4 separate regions of the Mus musculus genome follow, and all the other regions are linked to region 1. The links are chromatin contacts, called in public Hi-C and HiChIP or PLAC-seq maps. All regions are on one chromosome and are shown on one strand. Each heading gives the region's core, a stretch centred on a gene start, on an enhancer-like site or on the middle of the called end of the contact. The rest is flanking DNA. Distances are from core to core; before and after follow the strand shown. Region 1 holds the start of Ggnbp2 (gametogenetin binding protein 2). Region 2 has its middle 21 kb from the start of Appbp2os. Region 3 holds the start of Bcas3 (breast carcinoma amplified sequence 3). Region 4 overlaps Aatf (apoptosis antagonizing transcription factor).

Evidence for each region. A called contact is a pair of places that touch in the nucleus more often than the background predicts. HiChIP or PLAC-seq counts read pairs in DNA pulled down with a chosen protein or histone mark.
Region 2: a contact with region 1 is called in an H3K27ac HiChIP or PLAC-seq map of extraembryonic endoderm stem cells. The contact joins the enhancer-like site here to the promoter of Ggnbp2 in region 1. A contact is called at or near these places in 4 of 39 promoter capture datasets (liver, neutrophils, pre-B cells and 1 more), 2 of 115 datasets of contacts at active chromatin or transcription factors (embryonic limb bud and extraembryonic endoderm stem cells) and 2 of 9 other capture datasets (adipose tissue and embryonic stem cells).
Region 3: an HNF4G HiChIP or PLAC-seq map of pancreatic cancer cells shows a contact between it and region 1. The contact joins the promoter of Bcas3 here to the promoter of Ggnbp2 in region 1. A contact is called at or near these places in 1 of 39 promoter capture datasets (erythroid cells), 3 of 484 Hi-C or Micro-C datasets (B cells, CD4 T cells and thymic regulatory T cells), 5 of 115 datasets of contacts at active chromatin or transcription factors (astrocytes, large pre-B cells, memory CD8 T cells and 2 more) and 1 of 9 other capture datasets (liver).
Region 4: a Hi-C map of liver shows a contact between it and region 1, with 1.7 times the contacts expected there. The contact joins the enhancer-like site here to the promoter of Ggnbp2 in region 1. A contact is called at or near these places in 3 of 39 promoter capture datasets (hippocampal neurons, pre-B cells and stem cell-derived epiblast-like cells), 1 of 484 Hi-C or Micro-C datasets (liver), 3 of 115 datasets of contacts at active chromatin or transcription factors (bone marrow-derived macrophages, embryonic stem cells and fetal liver) and 2 of 9 other capture datasets (adipose tissue and liver).

The regions. Positions count from the first base shown.
Region 1 is chr11:84,868,969-84,873,121 of GRCm38.p6, reverse strand. Ggnbp2 (gametogenetin binding protein 2) reads left to right here and starts at 2,332. Exons shown (of 14, transcript NM_001364114.1): 1 at 2,332-2,517; 2 at 3,050-3,245. The coding sequence starts at 3,153. It overlaps Ggnbp2os (gametogenetin binding protein 2, opposite strand), which reads right to left and starts at 3,117. Exons shown (of 2, transcript NR_131201.1): 1 at 3,026-3,117; 2 at 1,491-1,918.
Region 2 is chr11:85,254,071-85,258,405 of GRCm38.p6, reverse strand. No RefSeq gene overlaps it. Among named protein-coding and RNA genes, the nearest start is that of Appbp2os, 21 kb to the right of the region's middle. Within about 2 kb of position 2,570, at least 25 of the 459 cell types and tissues checked have an H3K27ac peak or open chromatin away from gene starts, as enhancers often do. A contact at or near this core is called in embryonic stem cells and extraembryonic endoderm stem cells, where this site is marked.
Region 3 is chr11:85,351,876-85,355,827 of GRCm38.p6, reverse strand. It overlaps Bcas3 (breast carcinoma amplified sequence 3), which reads right to left and starts at 2,664. Exons shown (of 24, transcript NM_001166643.1): 1 at 2,595-2,664; 2 at 853-940. The coding sequence starts at 935.
Region 4 is chr11:84,439,781-84,444,176 of GRCm38.p6, reverse strand. It overlaps Aatf (apoptosis antagonizing transcription factor), which reads left to right. Exons shown (of 13, transcript NM_019816.1): 12 at 1,540-1,611. Among named protein-coding and RNA genes, the nearest start is that of Aatf, 72 kb to the left of the region's middle. Within about 2 kb of position 1,391, at least 35 of the 459 cell types and tissues checked have an H3K27ac peak or open chromatin away from gene starts, as enhancers often do. A contact at or near this core is called in adipose tissue and liver, where this site is marked.

The DNA.
Region 1 (4,153 bases), core at 1,083-3,582:
AACTCACTGAGATCTACCTGCCTCTGCCTCTGGTGTTGGGTGTGCACCATATCTGCCACTTTTCTTATTTAATATTATGGTATTTACGTACTTATTTTTGTGATACTGGATACTGAACCTTGGGCTTAGAGCCTGCTAGACCAAGTGTTCTACCACTATATCCTCAGCCCTCCATACTTTTCTAGTCTAAGTTTATATCTTTGATAATTACAGGCGTTAACTGAAAAGGACAAAATGTACACTGTGCTTCCCCTCTTCCAATTCCTAATGTCCTAAAGAAAAGCTAATGAATTCATAAAATCAGAATTAGTAGGCAGAACTCCTGATTAGATTGCTTTTCAGAAGAGAAAGATCACAATTGATTTACTGAGCTCTGTGTCGGGTATAGGTGCCAGGAATATAAACAGATGCCTTTAAGGAGCTTACATTCTCATTTATGTTTATTAAAAATATGCAATATGTCTACTTAATTCCTATTTTGAGAAAGGGTCTGTGCAGTCTAATCTGGTCTTGAATTTATGGTAAGCACTCTGCCTTGGCCTCTCCAAGTGCTGGGGTTACAGGTGTATGCTACTATACTGGGCTTGTATTTTTTTTTTTTAAAGATCTATTTTATTTATATGAGTACACTGTAGCTGTCTTCAGACACACCAGAAGAGAACATCAGAATTACAGATGGTTGTGAGCCACCATGTGGTTGCTGGGAATTGAACTCAGGACCTCTGGAAGAGCAGTCAGTGCTCTTAACTACTGAGCCAACTTTACAGCCCATGTTTCTATTTTTAATTGATAGAATATACTCATACTGTCAGATCAAGAAAAGGAAAATCCAGCTTACAGATTTTCAGATGTACTAATTTAAATAACATTATGCCAGTGATTTACTACCTTATCTAATACAGCCATTATAGTGAAAACAGAGGTATTTTAGCTTGTCAACTGCCTTTTTTTTTTTTTTTTTTTTCATAGCTTGGTTCTTTCCTAGTACCTGGTGTATATTTAATAGTGAAAATTAAAGCTAGTAGCTATATACATATTGGCTCAATATTTGTTACCAAGCATAACCTAAAATTCAATTAATCAAAGTAGGTACATAGATTGTAGTAGTTGTAGACATAAAACACAAGATTCTCTAAAAATGTCCATAGTTTTACTATGTATTTTAACCTGTCAGAAGGTGCGTGAAAAACTGGACTTCAACTAAGGATCGCACTGTTCTGCTTTTAGTATGGCCCAAAGACATATTTACTGGATAATCACACCTTTGGGAACACACAATGGTTCTTCCAGTTTATTATGTCACCTACTCTAACAATGACCACACAATGTCATAAGTCAACAAGGCTAAGGATGCACTGTGGGATTTTTTTTTTTTTTTTTTTTTGGTTGTGACTTGAAAGACTTCATGTGATCAAAATACTTTTAAAGGTCAGTAACAACAGCTTTACCCTATTTTACCAGAAAATATTCGATCTGTCCTTAAGATCTGGTAGTTGTACAAGCAGCGAATGGATTTATTATTAAAACCATCAAGACAAAACATTTTCCATCTTTTTGGCTTTACAATGGACCTCCGTAGACTAGTACCTGAGAACGTGGCAGTAGTCAAGAGTGCAGAGGAAACTCTCTTTACAGCAGCTCTGGTTCTCGGAAGATGGTCAGACCGAAGGGCCTTTGGCCACTATCAGTAACTTTGCCCAAGGGAGTCCCTTAAGTTAATATTAACTCAAGAAGTTCCTTTGGTCGGAAGCTACACATAGACTACAGTTCAGTTTTCTGTCTATTGTAACAACAGATCCTGCACATATTTTCCATCCATCTTGCTGCAGTCCCCATAAGGCGGCCGGCTCTGGGTGAGTCAGGGTAGCAGAGCCCTTTCCTCCAGTCTTACAGGGGTGGAAGTCCGCATGTGTGCAACCTGGAAAACAAGGTCAAAGGTCTCTGCAGTGTCCATTCTCCTAGACCTCGACAGCGCCAGCTCTTCATCGCTCACCCAAGTCTTATCTGGGTTCCCCCCCCCCCCCAGTGGGCTTTCCACCCCACCGGTCTCCAGAGAGCAGATCCCGGGTCGTCACTGGCAGGGACCCCGGCTGCTCCTGCTGGGCCTCCCCACTGGCCCTATTTTCACGCTCGTTTTGGTAAATCCGGGGCACCACGCAGGTCAGCCGAGCGCGACAGCACAGGGGGTTCCCCCCACCCGTACAAGCCGATTTCGAAAGTCGGGACACGAGCGAGGCGGCCGCGGTCTCGCGAGAAGAGGCAGGCCCCGCCTGGAGTTCGCGGCCCCCCCTCCCCGGCCCCACCCTCCCCACGTCCCCCGCCCTCCCTCCCACACTCCCCGTGGCGCGAGCGGCTGACTGAGCCTGGAGAGGAAACGGCAATCGCAGCCGCGCTCCCGCCCAGGCCGGCCCTGACGCGGGCCTCGTCAGCCGGTAACGGGGAGCAGAGGTGGGGGTCAGGGAGGCGTCCTCGAAGTCAGTGAAGGTCAGAACCGAGAGCTCTCTCTCTCCGACCCGGGTGAGGACTGGGGTCTGAGCTCGCCCCCACCCCAACTCTGCAGAGCCGAGGCAGGGTCGACCCCTCCCAGGGGCGGGGTGGCGCCGGGCAACTGCAGCCTAGGGGGCCACCCTGGGCGGGGCGCTCAGCCAGGAGAGAAGGGGTCAGCGGCAGGGGGTGCGGGCTTGGGCTGTGTAGCCGAGGCGGGGATGGGCTTCTGGAGCCCGGACTCCCGAGCTGGGCGGGGATGTCCCGGGGCCAGCAGGTCCTTTTCCGCCTCTCCTTTGGACCCTGACTGGAGGCCGGCGGGCGGGGGGGGGGGGGGTGGGTGGGTGGGGAGGGGGGGTCTGGGTGGGGGAGGGCAGGCGGCGCGAGGGGGCGGGTCCCGGCGCTGCGGGGCGCTGATTGGCTGAGCGCGTGTGGAATCGGGTGATGGGAAACGCAGCGCGGCTCTCCTGTCCTCTCTCGCTCCGCGCCCCCCCACCCCTTTCACCCGTGGCGAATGTGCTGCGAGGTGGCGGGTGCTTACGCTCGCGGGGTTTGGCTGTTGCAGGCAGGAGCTGGGAGGAGGCAGCAGCAGCGGCGGCGGCAGGAGCAGCGGCGGCGGCAGCAGCTGGGAGGAGGTGGTGACGGTGGCAACGGCAGCGTCGGGGACGATGGCGCGACTGGTGGCAGTGTGCAGGGACGGGGAGGAGGAGTTCCCCTTCGAGAGGAGGCAGATCCCCCTCTACATAGACGACACCCTGACGGTGAGCGAGCGGGCTGAGCGGGCCGGGCCGGGATGGGCCCGCTGCTCCCCGGCCTGGCAGCTGTTTCCCCTCCCCCAGGCCGAGCGCTGCGCACTGGAGAAAGAGTGTGTTGCAACTCCTAGGCGAGGCCGCCTCTCCGATGGGCCCCACGAACTCGCCATTGCAGCGGGGCCTCTCGGTACCCTTGGCAGGCCCCAGATCCAGCGCCCCGAAGGCACTTGGAGGTCCCCTGCTCGGGTCTTCCTCCCTCTCCGAACCTTTGGCCTTTAGGCCTGCCTTTGAGACGCTGTTTGCCTAAGCACGCGCCGGGGAGAAGGGTTGAAGGAGCTGGGGCGTTTAGGGCCTGTCCTCTCCAGAAAGCACTTACCCTCCGGGAGGCTCAATTAGTTGAAAATGTCGCAGCTGCATTGTTACCTGTGTGTTTCCCGTTTGAACACTGTAGCTATCTCTACATAAGTGTAATTACTGAGGGCAGAGTGACATTCTCTTGCACAGCGAAGATTCCACCTAAATGATTTGATTTCCTAATACGTCTCACATTGCCTAGTACATTATAATTCTTGAAATGGTTGGGTTAAGCCATGACTCTTCAAAATGGGCCTTCGTGGCATTTTTTTGGTTTACAAGTAGCCCAAGACCAAGTTATTGACTGTAAAGTAGTATGAAGAACTGACTGCTCATTGTGGATAGAAAAACACAAACGTGGGAAGATGGTTGTTTTAAGACTTGGTGTTGGTATACCTTTGCCGACCCCTCTACCCGGTGTTGTAGTACTGTTTCCTTTAAAAGGAAATGGCAGAAATTTGAGTTGATTCTGAGCAGGAAGTAAATGCAGTTGCTTACCACAGTTAAATGAACCTTCTCCGAACAAGTTTTGAAATCTTCATTTTGATGCTGACGCTCCTGGA
Region 2 (4,335 bases), core at 1,321-3,820, 390 kb before region 1:
AGAGCTACCTCACAACCTTCCAGATTTCTGATAAGGACAAGAAAGGTCAGACACAAACATATACGTTGTCTTGAATTTTGGTTTTCTTCTGGGCATCATACATTTAGAACTTTGTAAGATAAGAACTTGCAATGAGCTATGGTGGTTTACATTTCTACTCCTAGTACTTTGGGAGTTTGAGGCAAAAGAATTGCCATGATTTTCAGGCTAATCTAGGCTATGCAATAAGTTCCAGGCCACCTTGAAATTAGAAGGTGAGATTATAAGATGTCGCAAAAATACAAACTACATGGGGTTGGAGAGGTGGCTCAGCAGTTAAGAATATTGGCAGCTCTTCCGAAGGACCAAGGTTCAAATCCCAGCACTCACATGGCAGTTCACAACTGTCTGTAATTCCAGTTCCAGGGCATCCAACCCTCACACAGACATACCTGGAAGCAGAGTATAATGTAAATAAAAATTTAAGGGGGCTGGAGAGATGGCTCAGTGGTTAAGAGCAGTGACTGCTCTTTCGAAGGCCCTGAGTTCAAATCCCAGCAAACACATGGTGACTCACAACCATCCATAATGAGATGTCTGCCATATAATAATAAATAAAGCTTTAAAAAATTTTAAAATACAGATTACAGGGTGAAGAAATGGCTGTTAAAGCACATGGTGGTTTTTTGTTTGTTTGTTTGTTTTTTATTTTTTGAGACAGAGTTTCTCTGTGTAGCCCTGGCTGTCCTGGAACTCACTCTGTAGACCAGGCTGGCTTTGAACTCAGGGGTCCATCTGCCTTGTTTTCCAGGTGCTGGGATTAAAGGTGTGGCTCATCATGCCCGGCTCCATCTCTGGTTTTTAAAATTTGAGTCTTCTTTCTTTTGTTGGTTAGTTTGGCTAAGGTTTTGAGTGTCTTCTTTACATTTTCACAGAACTAAGTCTGCATTTTATTGATTCTTTGTATTGCTCCTTTTGTTTCTATGCCATCAATTTCTGCCCCAATCGTACTGATCCCTTTGTATCTTGTGATTTGACTTTGGCTTTGTTCTTCCTTGTCTAGAGCTCTGAGGTGTATCATTAAGTTACTGATTTGAGCTTTCTTTCTGACTCCCCTGACTGACTGGAACCACCACCCTCCTCTTTTAGACTGTTTGCATTTGTGTTCCATAGAGTCTGCTTGGTGTGTTGTTATTTTTAGTTGGTTTTAGTGATTTTATTATTTCAAGGATCCACTCATTGCTGAATAGTGTGTTGTTTAATCTCATGAGTTTGTGTGTGGTCCAGGGCTTTTCTTGCTATTGATTTGTAGTCTGATTCCATTGCGATCAGAGAGAATAGAGGAAATTATTTTATGTTGTTGAATTCCTCTTTCAGATCATGTATCATTTTCCTTTTTTCGGGCAGCTCTGTGTCTTTGACATACTTATAACCATTATAAATTCTCTTTTGGGGACTTAATGTAACTAATTTTCACTAGATGCCATTACTATAGGGTTATTGATTTTTTTAAGGGCATATATATAGTGTCTTGATTTTTTTTTCATGTTTCCTATGTTACTGTATTGAGATTTAAACATGTTACTTTGTTGCTCAACTTTTTTCTTCTCTGCCATATTCTTTTAGCTGAAACATTTGCAGTGTTTAAGGGAGACCTGAATATGTACTCTTTTTTTTTTTTTTGTTTTTTTAATTTTTTTGGTTTTTTGAGACAGGGTTTCTCTGTGTAGCCCTGGCTGTCCTGGAATTCACTTTGTAGACCAGGCTGGCCTCGAACTCAGAAATCCGCCTGCCTCTGCCTCCCGAGTGCTGGGATTAAAGGCGTGCACCACCACGCCCGGCCCGAATATGTACTCTTGAGTGTGTAATCAGAGAACGATCCCTCAGCTCAGGAACTTGAGAGTGCCTGGGTCAGTTCTACAGTATCCCTGAGATGGTTATCAAGTGGAAGAACAACCACCGCTGCTTGCTATCACTGCTCTGCAAACGTACTAACCCAGCAACACAGTGGCCCTTTCAGCCTCAGTAACTGTCAGAGCTTAAATAACCAAGGAGACTATGGGGTTTGCGTACATTTTAGTTAATAAGATTAGAAGTGGAAAGAAAGTAGGGTGGGTAAAGCTAAGGATTAAATATTAGTCAACTTTGAAAAGAAAAGAGAAAAAATCAAGGTGGGTAAAGTATTTGGTAAGGGAGTTGGGATGCCCATAGGGCCAACAGATTTTAGAGATTGTGAACTCTGTGGAAGGTTTAATTACGAAGTAAAATGAGAACAGCTGGGCGTAGGTGCACGCTTTGAATCCTAGCACCGGGGAAGCAGAGGCGGGTTGATGTCTGAGTTCCAGGCCAGCCCGGTCTATTACCGTATGAGTTTCAGAACAGTTAGGGCTACACAGAGAAACCCTGTCTTGGAGAAAAAATAAAATAAAATAAAACAAAATAAAATAAAATAGAGATAAGGATAAGAGAAAGAAGAAAGATTAGGAAAAAGAGCATATGAGATGTGGCTGAAGAGGGACGAATGCTATATGGTAAACAAGATAGAGAAAAGAACCAGCCCTAACATCTGAAAGAGGCCAGAAACACATGTGCAGGGGTGGAGTTTAAATAGTAGGAACTATGAGATAAAACAGATCCCCAGGTATTGACCTGCTGCACTGAGCTGAAAGGTTAAATTCTCAGATCCCTCTGGCACTAGCAAATTCCATGTTGGGGGGAAGGGGACCCTGTGACCTCTGTAGCCTCAGGGTTCTTAGGCATCTGGAGGGAGAGGTGGTTGCAAGTCCTTTTCTGGTAGTTCCCAGAGCGCCTGTTTGCTCTGGTCCTACAGGTCTGGTGTTTGTGAGGACCAGCCACCACTCTTGCAGATTCCACAGCTATCTTTTATCAACAAGTATTTACCCTTCATTCCTTCCTGTGAATGGATCCTGACCTGCAGTTCGTTTCCACAACCCTTTTGCAACAGGATGATTCCAGTGGAGGACCCTGTGTTTGGTCTTGTGAAGTTCTGGCTGCTGGGGCGGGGTGGGGTTGGGTGAGGGGTGGCTTTGCTGGGGTTTTGTTATTGTTGTTGTTGTTTGTTTTTGTAGTGTGTGCTGAACACTCCCCATGGAAAAGGTTGGATGATAAGAATTTAACAAAAACTTATATTATTTTCTGTGTGTGTGCACAAGTGGTACAGTGTATGTTTGTACACACACACACACACACACACACACACACACAGATCAGAGAACAACTTTCAGGAGTCAAGATTCTCTTCTACCATGAGGGTCTTAGAGATGGAAAGTTGTGAGGTTTAACCACAAGAGCCTTTACACTAAACCATCTTACCGGCTGATGGTGGGTTGTTTAAACACACAGCAGACCGTGGGTGAGAGAGTTTTAGGAATAAATGTTTTCAATTTCTTTACTTTTTTTTTCTTTTTCGATTTTGATTTTTCAACACAGGGTTTCTCTGATTAACTCATTTTTGCAAAGACACAAAAGTTGAGTCTAGGAATGTAGTTTAGTGGCAGACAACTTGCCTGATACTCACAGGGTCCTGTGTTCACCCCTGCATTTTATTTTGTTTTTAAGATTTATTTATTTATATTTAAGTACAGTATAGCTATCTTCAGACACACCAGAAGAGGGCATCAGATCTCATTACAGATGGTTGTGAGCCACCATGTGGTTGCTGGAAATTTAACTCAGAACTCTGAAAGAACTCTGGAAGAACAGTCAGTGCTCTTAACCAGAGTCATCTCTCCACCCCAACCCCCGAATTTTAAAAGAAAACTCCAAGTGCCACTGTGAAAGAAGTAGAGGTTTACTGTCAGTATAAACTAAACGCCGCGTCTGCACTGTACTGTTATGCCTCCTCTCTCCCATGAGGAGCACTGCGCTGCACATGTGATTGTGGATATCCTCTCTCCAGTTGACTTATTTTTATTTATTTGTCCATTAATTTTGTGGTGTTGTGATTGAACCCAGAACTCTGCCCAAGCCAGAGTTCTACAATCAAGCACTATATATATATATATTCAATATATTATATAAGTTAATATATTAAATACAAAATATAATTTATCAATTTATAAGTTACATTAGTATATTTATATAGTACTATATAATATATATGTATATATATATACATATATATATATATATAATGTTGTTATTTTGTGTTATTTTTTTGAGATAGGGTTTCTCTATGTAGCCCTGGCTGTCCTGCAACTTGCTCTATAGACCGGGCTGGCCTTGAACTCTGAAAGGTGTGCTCCAATACTGCTTCACTCTAAATATTCTTTTTCCCTCTCAATTGAACTGTTTCGGAGCAGCGTCTCAGTAGCCTAAGCAGGCCTGAAACTTGCC
Region 3 (3,952 bases), core at 1,415-3,914, 480 kb before region 1:
TGTTTTTAATCCCAGCAATTGGAGGTAGGGATCTTGAGACCAGCCTGGTCAATATAGTGTGTTTCAGACTAGCCAGAGCTACATAGAAAGAACCTGTCTCAAAAAAAAAAAAAAAAAAAAAAAAAAACCTGGGAGTGAACCTGGGAGTGGGGATTGGCAGCACATATTTGGAATCTCAGCTTTGAATGATGGAGGCAGGATCTGTTCTGCTATATAACAATTGTTAAAACAAATAGGAACTTGTCTCAAAATCCCAAAGAAAAAGCAGTTTGCCTGTTTCTTATATTATTCTATTGTCTTTGCTGAGTCCAAGTATCCAAATTCTAGCCTTTAAAGATGAACTCAAAATGTAAACCTTCTTTTAAGTTTTTTAAATTATACTATTTTTTATTTATTTATCTACTTATTTAGTGGTGCATGGGGGGGGGGGTATGGGCCATGAACTTGGAATTGGTCCCCTCCTCCTAACCTGTGGGACCCAGGGATCAAACTCAGCCCCTCAGGCTTACGGCAAGCTCAGCCCCACTGAGAGTGTTCCCTTCTTGTGAAGCCTTGTTACTACTACTATAGCCTTCCAAATACACAAAAAGTGCAAAGTGTTTACAGAAGCAACCACTATCCGAATGGACACTCTGGGAGTTTTGGAGGAGAGTCTGCTTGTTTTCAGACAGGGTTTCTTTATGTAGTCCCAGCGGGCCTAGAACTTGTTTTGTAGACCAAGCAGGCCTCAAACTCAGAGATCTGCTTCTGGCTCCGAAGTGCTGGGACTAAAGACATGTGCTACTACCACCCAGCTCAAACAGATATTCTGAGTGGGAACTGTTTTCTAGAATACTGCTTTCTTCAGCTTACGTGACGGCCTGAGGGCGGACCACGACTCCGCCAGTACAACGACTGGGTCTCCGAGGAGAATCTGTAGCCATTGTTTCATTCATGAGACCTGTTTCCAGAGAAAAGAAAAGTGTCAGAAGGAGAGGTGTACGATTATTCATTAAATATCCCTTTGCCAAACTGTGACAAACCATGAATTTTCCCAGAAACTTGTGGCCTAGATCTCTCAGAGACCTGCCAGCCCAACTGATAGGATTATAGGTGTGTACCCACCACACCCAGGAAGTTACTTTTCTTTTTTTAAGATAGGGTCTTACCCAGGAATTGAGGCTGACCTTGAACTATGCAGTATCTGAAAGTCAAGACAGTTCAGTCTTTGGCAGAATCTTCCTATAATTTATAACTAGGAGGAAAAGAGACAGAGAACTAAATGGGAACTATATAACACAGGATCACTTAGAAAAACAAATATAGGGCTGAAGAGATGGTTCAGGGGTTAAGAGCACTGACTGCTCTTCCACAGGTCCTGAGTTCAATTCCCAGCAACCACATGGTGGCTCACAACCATCTGTAATGGGTTATGAAGCGCTCTTCTGGTATATCTGAAGACAGCGACAGTGTACTTACATATATAAAAATAAATAAATCTTTAAAAAAAGAAAAATAAAGAAATGCAAATATAAAGCTCAGTGGGACATAACATACCAGCAGTTCCAGTTCCCAGGAGGCTGAGGCAAGGAAATTGCCTTGAGTTCAAGGGCAATGTAAGCCTGAGATTCTTAGTATTTTATTTTTAAAAATATAATAATAATAATAATAATAATAATAATTTAAAAAGCTGGTCACAGGTGGTGATGCATATGCATGCCTGAGAGGCAGAGGCAGGAGGATCAGGAGTTCAAAGTCAACCTTAAGGGCACAGCCATATAAAGACCAGATGGCCCATGTGAGCCTCAGAACAAATACACGTAACAGGATACCACTCTGCCTTCAGATAAATCTGTTGAGGACAGATAAAACTGTGTAGCCACATTTAAATAATATTTTAACCTCCAGCTATTGTAACGTAATCACCAGCGTGTAAACAAATTTGGAATATAAACTCGTATAATATAAGGAGCCTCTGGATTTTCCCACAGTCTAAGTAAGTCCCAGACCTTGACTATCTAATGAGTTTCTGAATCATAGAGGTGGTTTGGAGAGTACAGAGTCTGCTTCATTATGGTTAAAGGGGGACTGGCAACAGAACTAAAGATGTCTTACAAGGCTCAGGAAAGCCCACAGCCTAAAAGCATCACTTTTAAGAAGGGTTCACTGTACCACCTCATTTGAAAAACCCCAAACTGTTGATCCCCACATTCCTATACAACCCAAACAACCCATTGTCCCAACTAGTCCAGCTACCCCTTTCTTAGGCAGTACCTTTCACCAGACCCCTCAGTACTCTCATCTTCATTCCACCCTCTATTACCCGAACCAGTCTCCCCACCTCTGTCCTTTAAAGGCCTTGTCACTTGAGAACAGCTCCTCGAAAGCCCCTCGGGCCCCACTCTCCCCAAAGTCACGGGAACAACACTCCACACTTCACCTCCAAAGCCCTACCACCACTGCCCCCGGCCGCCCTCTGGCCTCTTGCCCAGCTCTCCTCCAGTTTCAGCACCTTTCCCCGTCAACTGGGGCTGGTCAAGCCCTGTTTCCTCATGCTGCCTGTCCCTTTCCCTCTCCAAACCTCCCCTAAGCCAAAGACCCGCCAGCCCTCTCACCGGCCGCTCCGCCGGTAAACGCTGTTCTCCAGCTTCAGGCTCACTGTTTGGAGTCTCCCTCGTGATTGACGGCTAGCACTTCCTACCACGCCTCGGCGGAACCACCGCATCAGCCAATCCCAGGAGCAAACTGGCCCCGGCGCGGCACCGCCCTTGGAGGTCAGCTTCGCCAACCAGCGAGTAGGAAAGAGGCGGACCCGCCTTCAGAATCCATCCAATCCGCTGGGGCTGGAGGGAAAACACAACAGTATGGAAGTTCGGGTGAAGCGGGTGGGTCAGGTTCGGTTGTGAATGCAGGCGGCAGGGGAGAAAAGGCAGGCGTGTCTGCGGGCCTGGAAGAGGCACCTTGGTGGATTTTCTGTTTTAAGGAAACGCTACATGCACCAAATACCTGCGGACCTCAGCCAGAAGTCTCCAGCGAGGAGCCCGAAGCCAGGTATACTGGTGTGTTTACATCGAATTCTCGCGACAGCTGATTTGAAGCTAAAAGCACGTGGACGTGGCAGCTGCCAATCACTTTTACCTGACCACTCAGGCTGCCCGAGCCCGCCCTCCACCCCGCCCGCGGCGCTGTGTTTACCTTCCGGGAGTCTAGGCTGGCAGTCCGTGTTCAGTCCCCTGCTGAGTACGTCTTGCTCTGAATAAGGGGGCCTGTAAGAAATTTTGTTGGAGTCCTTAATGGTTACTGTCATAGGAATGGATGTTCGTGAACATCTGGAAATGGAGAGGCCCCAGACTTTGGAAGGGGGAACTTGTTGCACAATATAGGGATCCATAGAGAGTCTAAGAAGACTACCTGGGGCTTTGCAAGATGGCATTGGATACGTCTTAAGGGTTCATGGAGTCTCAAGTAGTCGTAGGCCGGGAGCTCTTGCTTAAAGAAACCCACAATCACACTCCTAGCTTTCCCATATATCTTTCCCCTGAGCACCTAGTAACCTGTACCAAAATCTCTTTTTATGGGATTCCAGTAACACATGCACTATATTCCCTATATTCCCAGCACTGGTGTACATAACAAGTTCTAAGCCAGTCCAGTGCCACCAAGTTTGAAAACACTGTCCCTTCCAAAAAATCTTTTTTAATAAGATATAATTCTTTTAAAAATAATAAACGGGCCTGGAATTTGGACATGATGCTCCTGCCTAGATGTGGACTAGGCGGCTAGGTATGACCAACAAGGAATTCGTAAAAGTACCTTTGCCTATCATACAGGTTAAAGTAGACTTTTTAGGCATGTCATCAGTGTCAAGAGTTAGCTGGAGGTCGTGGTCAAGGCCAAAAAAACTCATTTCCATGGCCATATGTCTTAGTTAGGGTTTCTATTGCTGTGACGAAACACCAAGACCAAAAGAAAC
Region 4 (4,396 bases), core at 142-2,641, 430 kb after region 1:
CAGAAAAGGGCGTCAGATCTCACTTCGGATGGTTGTGAGCCACCATGTGGTTGTTGGGACCCGAACTCAGGCCCTTCGGAAGAACAGTCAGTGCTCTTAACCGCTGAGCCATCTCTCCAGCCCAGAACTTAAACTCTTGATGCTGGTTTCTTCATTTGTAAACGGGAGATGATAATACTCAGAAGCAGTTTGTGGTGAGAGTCAGTGAAGATGGTCGGTGGAGCTCTCAGACGTGCTACAGTATTGGTTGCCATTGCTGTTACTGTCCTGTCAGTTGGCTACCCTAGTGTTTCTTTCTTTGCCCAGTTCCACTCCTTTTTCTGTACCTGTCATTACTTCTTCTCCACAGGTATTTAAAGGATGTTATTAACAGTATGTATAAGTGGCCGCTTCATTCATTACTGTTAGGCTCAGGTTGCACAATGGGGCTATGTATAAAACTATAGCTTATTAGGGTTTCTCCAGAAGGAACCATTGGGAGGCATGGGTTCAAATAATGTGTAGAGATATCTGGTAAACAGTAAGCATTCTGTTATTCTATCTAATGTAATTTCTCTTGGAAATAAATGTATATTCTTCCAAAGAATTGAGAGAGGCCAGCAGTGATGGCATAACCAGTAAGCTCAGCACTTAGGAAGCTAAAGCTTGATCAAAAGCTTGAGGCCATCTTGGACTACACAGTGAGAGAGTAAAAAGGGAGAGAAAGGAGAATGGAAAATTTCTACATTATTTTATTACTTTGAATTTTTAAATTGTTAGAGCCAAGAGCTATAAATTTCAAATGACTGTACACAAAAATGCCTTTATTTTTTGACAGATAGTATGGGTGAGGTAGCTTAAATTTCATGGCATTTCAAACTAAATATTGGCCTTGGAGTTGTTCAGAACTTAGCTGTGCTCCCTCAGCTAAAGGTGGCACCTCATGTGAAGGACCCAGCAGAGTCCCTGTGGAAGTGATGGATTTTATAGGAGTCTCCTGGCTCGGGGACAAGTGCCAGAGAGTGAAGGTGTCAGTGCTGCTGGTTCCTGTGTGTGTAGGTGACATCATAATCATGGCATGGATGACTAAAACCCACACAAAGGAGGAGGCTAGGGTAGCTGGGTCCTCATTGACTTGTCTGGAATGGCTCACCTGTATCTGCCCTTTCCTCTGTGTGAGCTAAATGGATCTTTGTTAAACTGTCATTTTCACTAGTTGTGTGTGTGTGTGTGTGTGTGTGTGTGTGTGTTTGAGACAGGGTTTCTCTTTCCAGGTTGTCTTGAAACTCACTCTGTAGATCAGGCTGGCCTTAGACTCAGAGGTCGCTGCCAGAGCCATGTGCCAGCACAGCCCTGCTGTTTTCACTGCTCTAGTACCAGGCTGTTTCCTGTTGCATTAAGAGGAAAAGAGAGAAGAGAGTTACAAGTGCCTGTGAACTTTCCCACACTCCACTGTGGAACCAAAGTTCATGGATCAGTCATGGGGTTTAGCTGGTCACGTGTTTCTTTTGCTGAGTTAATGGTTACTGACTTTGCTGTTTGTCTTCTGGCTTTATTTAGGTTCCATGTCCTTAGCAAGCTCCTGAGTTTCATGGCACCTATTGACCACACCGCAATGAGTGATGATGCCAGGTGAGTGGCAGTGCTTGTATGTCTTGGTTAGCCTCGGAGAAGAGTCAGTCGCTGGCATCACAGCACGGTCTGTCATGTGTGTTTACTGCCATGGTTACTGTGAAGTCCAATCAGAATTTCCATCAATCTCAGTACCATCTCTGGTGGTTTGTCTTTGTCAGCATTAGTCCCCCTGCCTGGGTCATCTGCTCCTCTCATGGCAGAGGCAGCGTGCTGTGTGTGCTGGGTGTGCTGGGTGTGCTGGGTGTGCTGGGTGCAGTGCTCTCTCAGCAGCAGTGTGGGGACCTGATGCTTCTGTTATTTTTGTTGAAGCTGCTGTTGGGGATTACAGATTTTTTTGTTTTAAATAAAAGGAGTATGTGTTCATAAAGCTGAACTAATACGATCTGTAAAGGGGATGTGTGGATGCTTGTTGTTATCCAGAGATAACATTTTATTTGTTTGTTTATCTATTTATCTTGGGGCAGGGTCTCACCTGTGTGGCCCAGGCTAGCCTAGAACTTGTAGAGTTCTGCCTGCCTCTGTCTCCCAAGAGCTAAGGTTAAAGAGATGTCCCATAATGCCTTTTATTTTCCAGTTTTTAATTTGTTTTGGTTTCTTGAGACTCTTAGCTTAGATGAACTGAAAATCTTTGGGTAGTCCAGATGACTTGAAACTCAGGGCAGTCGTCCTGCCTTATTCTCCCAAGTGAGGAGATTGGAGGTATTTGCCATCACACACAGGTGTTTTTGTTTTGTTTTTTAAAGAATAATTTACTGGGCATGTCACACACCCTTTAATCCCAGCACTCTAGAGGCAAAGGCAGGCAGATCTTTGAATTTAAGGCCAGCCTGGTCTACAAAGTGAGTTTCAAGATAGCCAAGGATACACAGAGAAATCATGTCTCACAAAACCAAAATACTACTACTACTACTACTACTACTAATAATAATAATAATAATAATAACAATAACAACAACAACTACTTCTGCTGTGTATTTGTGACACACTCTTTACTCCCAGCATTTGGAAAGCAGAGGCAAGTGGATCTCTGTGAGTTTAAGGCTAGCCTGGACTCCATAGCAAGTTCTAGAGCATCCAGGGCTGCATAGTGAGTTTCTGCTGAAGAAGGTGGAGGAAGAGTATTTCTTCTCCATTTATTCATTTTCATTTTACTCTAATCAAGAGATCCCCCTTCCTTGTATTTATTTTTCACGAGTGATTTGTTTATAGCAACATGAATTCCTGCTTTTCCATCTTACTCTATGAGCCATTTATTTTGATATTAAAATTGTACAGATTGGTGGAAGTCCCTTCAGGCCTGTTTGTATCATTTTAGTATGACCCCAACATTCTTTATATCCTTATTCTTTGCACATGATCTTTGATGGTTCCTTTTTTAGGTAGGGTCTCACTACATACCCCTGGTTGGTCTGGAACAGGCTGGCCTCATCATGTTGGGCCTTTCAAAGCTTATCTTCTACTTTCCTTGTGTTTGTTCTGAAATTGTTCCTTCTTGAAGAAGCCCTCCTATTAGTGGTATTCAAATTTGGGTGTAAAATAGTGTTTATTATTTCTGGCTATTCTTATATGGAGGGGCTCACAGTGTGTACATGTAGCACAGGGAACATGTCGGCACACATGTACACCCAAAATGTTTCCATTCAGGGTTTGTTGGTTTGGGGTTTGTTTGTATATTTGTTTCAGCTTGTTCTTGTTTTTCTTTTTTATAGAATTAAAAGAATGTTCTACTATATTTTTTATACTGTGAACATTTTTATGTCATTAAATTTTAAAATTCAAATGACAGTAATATTTTATATCATTTAGCCATTCACTGACTAGTAGATACATTATTTTATCATAAATAATGTTGTGGTAGTCTTCTTAGTGGTTGACTGTAGGCTGGTATTGGCTTTGCCAGGTGTCTCTCAAGTCACGTGTAGCCTTTCTACTTGTTTCTAACCTCATCTGATCTTATTGTCTCTAGGCCTGAAAATAGCAGATTTAGGCCACACACTGTTGGCTGTTTGCCATTTGGTTTGTTTGAGTACAGAGCAGCTTGTCCATAATCCTACATACACTTGAATTTCTTATCCTCACCTCTTGAGTGCTGCGATTACAGGTGTGCACCGATGTGCATTTTTCATTCAGTGCAGTGAATTTAACCCAGGGTTTCATGCATGCTGGGCAAGTGCCATACCACCTGAGCTAAATCTCTAGCCATAGATTTTTCTTATATTATCTAGTACCCCAGAGGTTGTTTCTCTGAACTTATCTATATTTATCCTTTTGGATGGTATATTACATACAGTTACAAATTATTTGAAAAGCCAGACATAGTGGCATTCACCCATAATTCTAGCACTTCAGAAGCTGAGACGGGAAGATCAAGAATTCAAGACCAGTCTGTCCCGTTTAATAAGACGCTTATCTCAAATGAACCCCCCCCCCCAAAAAAAAAAAGTATTTGAGAATGATTCTGGTTAGAATCATTTGATCCTGGCTGCCTAAGAAGCATAGTTGCTGATTGCAGAGCAAATCGGCCTGAGTTCCTCCAGAGCCAGTAATGCTAGGGCTGATCTCTTGGTCTCTCCCTAACCCTGTGTTTCCAAGGTGGCTGCCAGCTTTAGTCACCACCACCTCCCTGCTTGAGACAGGAAGAAGAGGAAAGAGTAGTGCCAGCCATATCTGTGGGCTCTTGTTTTGAGTAAAAGCTTCCCCAGAATCCCTTACAGCAGCCTTTTTCTAGTTTTCCTTGGCTGGGTATGTGTTGTATCGCTAGATCTGATAGAGCAGCAAGAAG